Regions from separate parts of the Drosophila melanogaster genome. Here all the other regions are linked to region 1. Evidence: chromatin contacts called from public HiChIP or PLAC-seq data. All regions are on one chromosome and are shown on one strand. The core of a region is the stretch at or near the end of the contact, and the rest is flanking DNA. Distances in the headings are between cores, read along the strand shown. Region 1 overlaps Eip93F (Ecdysone-induced protein 93F). Region 2 has its middle 7.0 kb from the start of BomBc3. Region 3 holds the start of CG43844.

The links. HiChIP or PLAC-seq counts read pairs in DNA pulled down with a chosen protein or histone mark.
Region 2: a contact with region 1 is called in an H3K27ac HiChIP or PLAC-seq map of the Kc167 cell line, with 3 times the contacts expected there. The contact joins two enhancer-like sites. A contact is called at or near these places in 9 of 107 Hi-C or Micro-C datasets (the OSC cell line, the S2 cell line, embryo and 1 more) and 1 of 6 datasets of contacts at active chromatin or transcription factors (the Kc167 cell line).
Region 3: an H3K27ac HiChIP or PLAC-seq map of the Kc167 cell line shows a contact between it and region 1, with 4 times the contacts expected there. The contact joins the promoter of CG43844 here to the enhancer-like site in region 1. A contact is called at or near these places in 1 of 1 datasets of contacts at CTCF or cohesin (the Kc167 cell line), 27 of 107 Hi-C or Micro-C datasets (the Clone 8 cell line, the D17-c3 cell line, the Kc167 cell line and 14 more) and 2 of 6 datasets of contacts at active chromatin or transcription factors (both in the Kc167 cell line).

What each region holds. Positions count from the first base shown.
Region 1 is chr3R:21,975,473-21,978,424 of dm6, forward strand. The region is part of intron 3 of Eip93F (Ecdysone-induced protein 93F); the gene reads left to right. Among named protein-coding and RNA genes, the nearest start is that of Eip93F, 28 kb to the left of the region's middle. Within about 2 kb of position 1,584, at least 13 of the 39 cell types and tissues checked have an H3K27ac peak or open chromatin away from gene starts, as enhancers often do. A contact at or near this core is called in the Kc167 cell line, the S2 cell line and gut, where this site is marked.
Region 2 is chr3R:22,092,750-22,095,701 of dm6, forward strand. No RefSeq gene overlaps it. Among named protein-coding and RNA genes, the nearest start is that of BomBc3, 7.0 kb to the left of the region's middle. Within about 2 kb of position 1,397, at least 36 of the 39 cell types and tissues checked have an H3K27ac peak or open chromatin away from gene starts, as enhancers often do. A contact at or near this core is called in the Kc167 cell line and the S2 cell line, where this site is marked.
Region 3 is chr3R:21,888,017-21,890,968 of dm6, forward strand. CG43844 reads left to right here and starts at 1,523. Exons shown (of 1, transcript NM_001316613.1): 1 at 1,523-2,155. The coding sequence starts at 1,602. The coding sequence ends at 1,898. It overlaps CG6678, which reads left to right. Exons shown (of 5, transcript NM_142739.3): 2 at 19-538; 3 at 687-762; 4 at 823-1,251.

The sequences.
Region 1 (2,952 bases), core at 334-2,833:
GGGGCAACTGTCAAAAAATCTACAACAACACAAAGTGCAACTTTCAACAACAACAAAATAAGTGCAGCAGTACAACAACAAAAAGCATTACACAATTGAACAAACAACATACAAAAAAAAAATATTGCCACCAAATAAAAAAAAACCCGAAAGAAAATTCGCGCTTCATTTTCACGCGCTGCATATAATTTACTCTGTGCTCCACATATATATATATATATATATATAATAAATAAAAACCAACCAATAGCCCAAAAAAAAAGAAATGAAAAGTCCGCATCAACAATAAAAATCTGCCTGCATTTTTGCCTTTTGTGTGAGCTGCCCACCAGAACGAGAGAAGCACTTTTATTGTATATAAAAATTATATACATCGCCGGGAGGAGCTGCAGCAACCCACTCCAAGCCAGGGTTGCCACGTCCTGAGCTGCTGTAAGCTCTCCGCAGCAGCTGCAGCAGCATCAGCATCGCAGCAGCATCAGCAGCAGCGCAGCAACCGCCGCAGCATCAATTTGGCTTTTGGGCAGAGATAATTTAAGACAAATATATGTGATGCTATGCACATCAGCAGCTATGAAATATGTACGTATGCCAAATTGCTTTTTTTTTCAAATAATCGCAAATAAACTAAAAATATATTTAATGATTAATTGTAATTAATGAGTCATAAATAATTAACGAGTTCGTGATTAGCTTGGTCATAGATAAAGCGATCCTCAGTTCCGATGCGCATTAATCAATTAGTAAACAAAACATATTTAATCGTTTATCCACTTCATAATTAACACTGCCAATATATGTTTCATTGCCTACTTTTTGTTTAAGATTTTTGATAAATGATAAGTTGAGAAAATTATGTAGCCATAATTGTTTATAATCTAGCCTAGATACATTTTTACTTGTCTAAGATACATATTCTGATCCATTGCATTTTATATAAGAGTCAGTAGAATTATTAGTATTAGTCAGCATTAATAATTGGTGAATATTGGCAGATCTTTAAACCCTTTCTCCTTCAAGCGGTGTTCGGGTTCTACGATCGCTTATCGTTCGGCAAACCCCGAAAATTACATGAATGTACACAGAAATAAGTTCATAATAATATGTGCAATGCCTCATTGACATTGTCCTTCAGCGACAGTGCGATGTACGAAAGCGAAATGTGTAAACAAAGATACACAATGGGTGTTGGTGAGAGGGGTTTTCATGGCGGTGGGGAGGGGGGTGCGGGTCGAACTGGGAAGTGTGGGGCTATCAGAGGCGTCACAATGCGATCGCCGCAAGTACAATTGCATTGAGCAATACTTAAGGACAGAAGTTCAAGCAACTGTCGAGTGTAGACCCATAGATACACAGCTACAGATACTTTGTGTATTCGTGGTATGTGAGTAGATATCCGTGCTGTATCTGTAGAACTCCATTCAGAAATTCATAAAAAAAAATATATATCTACTAGTTGATATCTACGAGTATAACCGGAAGCCGTGCGAACCAAACGTTTCTCTTAATTTCTCTACGTTTCATCGGTTTTCGCCAAGATTGCCAATTTGATTCACAACTATGTGCCAGCACTATCTCTGCCCAATCTGAGCAATCTGAATCTGCGAAGCGGCGGTTCTTATCAGTGGGGCCCTGACGCAGCCGTTTCTGACCCAAATTACGACAGCTTTGGCTCGCCCCATCGAGCCTGATACGTGGCGAAATCTGAAAAATGCAACAACAATATAAATTTAAGCAAGAAATTATTGAACAAAAAATGTATATGTACTCGTACTTTCTTATAAGTTGTCATGCAATCGCGCAAACAAAACAAAAAAAAAAGAGAGCAACAAAAACAAAAAGCGGAAACATTTTGCGCTTTCTTATCAAGGCATACGAAATTGATTTAATTTTTTGCTGAAAATTTGCGCCACGAACGAAAATTTTTACTGGCTGCCAAGTGTGGAAATTTATATTCCCCATATATATATGTATATTCTTTACAACAATATAGTACAAATAATATGTACTTGTATATATTGATAGTTGTAGTTTACGATTCGAGTCGAGTCAACGCATGGTTCAAATTATCGCAATTTCAGTTTTTTTTATTATATATTTCATTTATTTTCACAAAATAGTTACAGCCGATAACAAGGCTGCACTCTATATAGGGTTGTAAAAAAAAATAACATGATTTCCCCTGAAATTATAAAACAAAAAAAATCATGCAACGAACTTTGCAACAGACCATATTCAACGAAATGAAATTATGCCCGTTTATTCTCTTTGTGATTAATATCTGGTTACGTTATTTTTTCGGTGATTTATTTGTATACATTTTCGACAGGTTTTTCAAATAAAGTTCAGTCGAAGCTTAGGTAATTTTATTGCCGAACCAATTTTCAAGGCTGATCAAGTTTCTTTCAACGGACTGCAGCTGTTTTGGGCCTTTTTTTTTTTTTTGTTATATTAGATAATGGACACTCAAAAAGTGTTTACCATCTGGTCGAAAGATAACACACATTGCCATAACGACTATAAAAATAATAAAAGAGGTGTTGTAAATACAAATGCAATGCTGCGTAAACAGAAACGAAAACAACAACGTGACAAAAGTGTGAACATTAAATACGTTTATTAACAAAAACGAAAGAGTGTGAAAAAAACCTAAAATAAACGAAATAAGGCAAAAAACCCGCTGACTTGACTAGAAACTGCTGGCGGAAAAGCGGAGAGGAAAATGTTTAGTCGATCACCTGGCGCTGACCACATACGTGGATCGTTTTTTTTTTTCACTTAATTACAGTAGGTTTCATGGGCTTAATATAAGAATTTTATTTATTATTGTAATTTACACCGTGTAAGAAAATAGCCTCGAGAATATTTATTAGGTGCATTTCACTTCACCATTGCATTTAGAAAAATGCCGCTGTAAATGAATTTTCTGGTTAATAAATAAATATTCGTTAG
Region 2 (2,952 bases), core at 147-2,646, 120 kb after region 1:
AATATATATCACATATATATAATAATATATTACTTGTTGAGTGACATTTGAAATGACAATATTCAAAACGTAATTGCGCGTGTTGAGCTACAAAGCGAATAATGTACTTATGTACATATATGCAGTCAGATTAATAACCTCATGACGGATTATATTAATGGCATCATTAGATTGCATTTTCGAAATGACATGGAAACCATAAACCAGATTTTCTTTCATTACGAGTTATTTTAATCAATAACCAATTAAAGCGATCCAAATGCGTTGCAAAAAGTTATAATTTCTGGACAGTTGTGATGAACAAGTAAAAGTTAATCCTAGTGTTTTCTATATGATTTGTATTAACAATTTCTTTTTATTTTCTTAATTGTATGCTTTACGTGTTTTCACACATCCTGGCAGGTCCTTGAAGCGGATTTAAAGACCACGGGCATTTGTGGGACACTGCCTAACGCACTCTTCGCGTTGTCAAGCGCCGTCGTCCTGGATGTCGCAGATTTGCGTACCTCAAAGGAGACGCAGACAACCGACGAGGGGCGGATGGGGCATGACGCCATAAAGATAATTGGTCGGCGGATGGTGGGGTGTTTGCTGCTCATCAAAACGTTAACGCCCTCACGTAGTTTCGCTTTAAACGCGACCAAACTAAAGTCGAATGGCCATCGAAAAGGGCGAGTTGATGGGCAGTTGCCAGCGTATTAATTACTTCTGGTGGTCACTTCGCATGCGTGTGTGGTGTGTGTAATTGTGCCGCAGCCGAAGGTCCTGTATGTCCTGCATGTGCTTCTCTTCCAGTTTGCAGTTTGGGGTTCCACCAGAAGTTCGACGTTAAGCCCAGTCTGCAGCAAGTTGCCTGTTTGGTTTCTCGCGAAAAAACAAACCCTTTTTGTTTTGGCTGACACACTGGCAGTTCGCTGGAGTTTTGATGGCCAGCAGCAGCTGTTTTAGTTGCGATTAATATACTCAAATTGCTGGCAGCTTCAGCTGATAATTAATTTAAAACTTTGCAAACGGCGCTCTTCCGGGGCGTGTGCATTTTGTTTTGCAACAAATTCACACTTTTGGGAAAAGGATAGCTGCCATAGTTGGCCATCAACAAATTTTCTGGGAAATTGGTCTACTACGCTTTGGTATTGCTTCACAGAAATAATGATTTCATAAACTTCCATAATGTTGTTTTATTTTAAAATCAATCTTAATTTGAGTTCTATCACTTTAAACATTTTCGATTATAATCGTTTCTGATGTTGAATAATATATCTTTTTTCTAGCGTAAATTTTAAAAAGTTATCTTTGAATTCAAATTCAAAAGACAATGCTGCCAAGTGCTGAAATAATGTAGCTTATACACCCACCACAACGTACTAAAAGCAACTAAGGATTGAAACTTGGAAGTAAAACGCACTGTGGGTCTCTGAATGCTATGACACCGACGAAGCTTTTGGAAGCCCATCATGGCTGTCGTTTGCTTAGTGATACGAAATTAGTTATATTTGAATACATTTCAAAATAACCTTTCATAACTATCATTTTATTTAAGAAAGCAACAATTTTAAAGTTTATAGGAAAAACTGGCTAAAACAAAATGTAATTTGTAATGTAAGAAATCGGTATAGGTTAAATTTAGTTTAGCTATTAGTAAGAAGCTCATTAATAACTATGACAGCTAAAAGCTAATAATAACCAAAATAAAAGTGTATAATGCAATGCAATAAATTCTACACAATTATGGACTTATGGGCCTAAGCTGTAACTATAATTGGCTCACTCACATCACTCCGCACACGGACGTGACCCATGTGAAGCTAATGAGGAGTTTGGTTTTACGCGAGTTCGCGCTTTTGTGAAACGCGACAAAGCGCCAGGACTCCGCGATGAGATGAGAAACTGCGCCTGGGAGCCTGGGATCCTGCAGACTGCAGTGCCGTGAAAATTCTGCGCGATTTGCCCATCGGCCACTGGCGCCTTTGATTTGATTAATTGATGCATTAAGCTCATTTACGCATAATTAATGCCACTTCAATGTGTGTTTGAAATATTTTTTGCCTGCACTTCTCTGTTTTTGTGATTTATTTTGTTTTATTATTTTCTTTTTTTTTTTTTGCGCTGCTGTGAAATGCAGCATAATCAGGAATTCAAGTCGTGCGACAACAGAAAAACTGATTTTCCAGCCTGGGGGCAAGCGAAAAAGAGGTGCAGTGGTAAAAAAAAAAATAGGGAGAGAGGCAGCTAGAAGGAGAAAAAGTGGAAGCGGAAGTACAAATTCAACATCTTGGCATGTTTGTCTGTTGACTGACAGTGCAGTGTGTGTGTTGGTGTGTGCTGCTGTGTGTGTGTGTGTGGCAGATATGTCCTCTGTCTGTTTGCAGATACAGATAAGATGTCTTCCATATATGCACATATGTACGTGTGGGGGTGCACATGCTGCATATAGAAGTCGCAGCTAAACCGAAGCTATATCAGAACCACCTGGAAGCGTGGCAGCTGCCACTACGTGACTGCCTCGCAAGGAGCTCGCAAAATGCCGATTTTTATGATGCGAAAAACATAACACTAGCTGGCATAGCTTCTATATTTGTAGCTATTTTTTTTTTAAAGAAACTTCAAAATATTGCCAATAAAAAAAAAATGAAACCAACAAGGTTAAAAAGCTAAACTTACTTAGTTTATGTATGAACGAAAATACCATTGCGAATCTTTTCTCAGTGCATTATTCCTTGGGAAACATTTCAAAACTGAAGACAAAATGGATGCCGCATGCTAATGCAAAAACTTTTTCGTTTCTACGCTAATTTGGGTCATTTCCTTAAAGTGCAGCTGACGAAGAATCTTAGCCATGTCTTGGGGCGAAAGCAATTACAGATAAGATCGACTCATTTCACAGGCCTTTGGCTTTGGCTACAGCCTTAGCTGTTTGCCAAGTGTTGAGAATTTCGCTTTTCACACTTGCCA
Region 3 (2,952 bases), core at 273-2,772, 88 kb before region 1:
GTTCTGCCTTTATTACAGAATTAAATGCGCCAGTCTCGACTCAGAACCAGTGCACGATTTCGATCGGCTGGCGGTATGCGGCCCTCGCTTTTGGCCGGAAGTTGTGCCTGCGTGGGCTCTTGGATGATGGCCCAAATGAGTGCGTGACCCTGGAAGCAACGGGGAACATAAGGGCCCTTGCCGCTGCCGATTCCCACTGCCTGGTGCTACTCCAAAGCGGTCAGCTTTACAGGGTGCAACCAAAACTGCAAGCGGAACTGGTGGCTGTTAGACTAGAAGCTGCTCCCAGATCCAATTCGGGTACAAAGCGCTCTATCTTTGGGGCTGCCAAGGCGCCTTCGTCGCCGATCATAGAGCATATTGCATGTGGATCGCACATAAACGTAGCGATAAGTTCGGAAAACTGTGTCTACAGCATTCCCAGCTGCCTGCATCAGTTTTCCGAGCGCCAATTTCGGGTGAAGCAGCTCCAATGCGGCCATGAACATGCCGTGCTCCTCAATGCCAATGGCGACGTGTTCACCTGGGGAAATGGACTGTAAGTAAAGGTCATAATGAATGCGTTGGCTGTGCAGAAATGCAGCCTATAAATATTTACATATTCTGGTTTTAAGATATTTAGATATTAGCGAGTTTCTTATTCTAATTCCTAACAATTTTTTTCACTTCTATGTCATAATTAACAGACGCGGACAGTTGGGTCTGGCGGAACTGAGAGTGGAGGAGACGCCTCAATTGCTGGAGGCGCTGGCGGGGATCAAGGTATATATATATTTGACTTGTCCACTTATCTTGTCTGTCACACATTCAAGTGCCTTGCAGATAACTCAAATTGCTGCCGGTGGTTGGCACAGTGCGGCCATATCCGCCTTTGGAGACCTCTACACCTGGGGCCTCAACTGCAGCGGTCAGCTGGGATTGCGTGTGATGAAACCCGGTGGCGTCCTCAAAGAGCCCACTGTATTTCCGCTGCCCCAGTTGCAAGATCTGCCCGAATGTGCCTGCTCCCAAAGCGGGGAGAGCAACGATGATTGCGCACCGCTGAGGGTGTTTGCTGGATCTCGTCACACTCTGCTGATCCGCCGATGCGGGCGGCTATGGGTCAGTGGTTGGTGCAAGCACGGTCAACTTGGCAGGCAGCTCCAAGACCTGTCCTATGTGGATGCTTTTCAGGCCCTGGAAGGTATCACGATGAACCCTACTGTGGATGATGTTCTCTGTGGGCCATGGTCAACGCTGCTCCATTTGAAGGTAACGTTGGATTGAAGACACATACATATGTACCTTTTAAAATGGCTTCACTATTAAATCTACTGAATTGAACACAGCTTGGACACAAACCAATTTACATGTCAACTTGGTTGCCTTCATGTAAAATGTATTGCCACACATTTTACTTGACTTTTATCTACTTTGTATATATGTACAAAATACGTTGTATGATGAGTAATTTAACATTTGTATTATATTGCATATATTACCAACTTATGTAGATAAGTAGGCATTGGAATAAGTGTTTCCCCACTATTTTAGTACTTTTAAATTACCAAAGACAGGCTGGATGAGCGGATTGCCCTTGAGCATGGCGTAAGTTAAGAAGTATGCAGGATCAGAGTCGTTGGCCTGTAAGAAACTTCCTCATTCCCAGTCCCAGTATATTCTTTATTCTAATATGGCGTATCACCGTGCAAATGATGTATCCATACGGATACATGGACTGTTCGCTGCAGGACGCGTTGGATAATGAGTATCTGGTATGGAACAAGGGCGATCACCGGGAAAATCAAATGATGCTGATAAGGGAAACCGTTCAAACCACACTCCTGCTCGTGCTAATGATAGAGGTGATGCTGACGTTCAATATTCCGATTCCGATGGTCATAGGCGCCGGAATATAGTCTCGGCTCTGAACTCTGTTCCCGCCTTATTGCTATAGAAGCTCTATAGCTACAGTCCGTTTATTGTCCCATTAAAACAAGAGTGCTCAAATAATTTCGTCTTGGGGTAGGACCGCCATTGTGTCAACGTTCGTCGACTTTGTCGTTGTCGTCGCTGCACATTTAATCAGTAAATTTTATTTTTAAAAATGGTATTAAACAATATTTGCCATAGCAAAAGTCCGACGCTCGCAGTGCAATAAACTTTTCAGCACTTGAGCCGTTCGCCTGACTAAATGACTGATTGACTGACCGACTGATTGACTGACTGACTGACTGACCGACTGATTGGTTGGAATTTCTTTTCTTTGTTTTAACTTTAACTCGGCGCGATTATTTCGATTTCGTGGAAGTGCGTTACTTGCAAAGGTTTTGATAGGAATTTTATGCGTCATATACGGGATATATTCGATACGATAACAGTTCAATTGATTCGACTGGGAAATGCTCATTTCGATTGCTTATAACTTCTTAAAGAGGAATTTTTATGAAAACTGTACGCTTCTGAGATTGGATTTTTAGCTGATTATAAAGCCATATATGTAGATATATTTATACTAAAATTGAAGTATGTTTTTTCCAATTTTTCGAAGAGAATTTTATACAGTTTCTAATAGATTTTTTTTCGAAATTTGCATTTATTATAGTCAACATCTACCGTTGCCGATCCTATAGGCGAATTTTCCGCTTTATGGTCCGCGATCGAGTTCAACGCTTTTATGTTATTTGCCAAATGAAAAAGTAAAAACAAATGTTTATCTTATAATGCACTGGGTGGCAGGCAGTTCAGTGCAGTTCTGGCGACACGCACACATGTGGTGCGTAAACAGGCTTTGCTTTTGGGTCTTACACTTCATTTCTTATTTTTCCGTTTTTAACTTGGCAAATATTGTTATCATCGAAAAAAGAAAACACCCGGTACAAAATAAGCAATAAAGTGGGGAGGCTTGTCACTTTTAGGTCGCAAAACTATTTGCTGCTAGAAATTGCCACCGCACGGTGACTAAGAGATAGA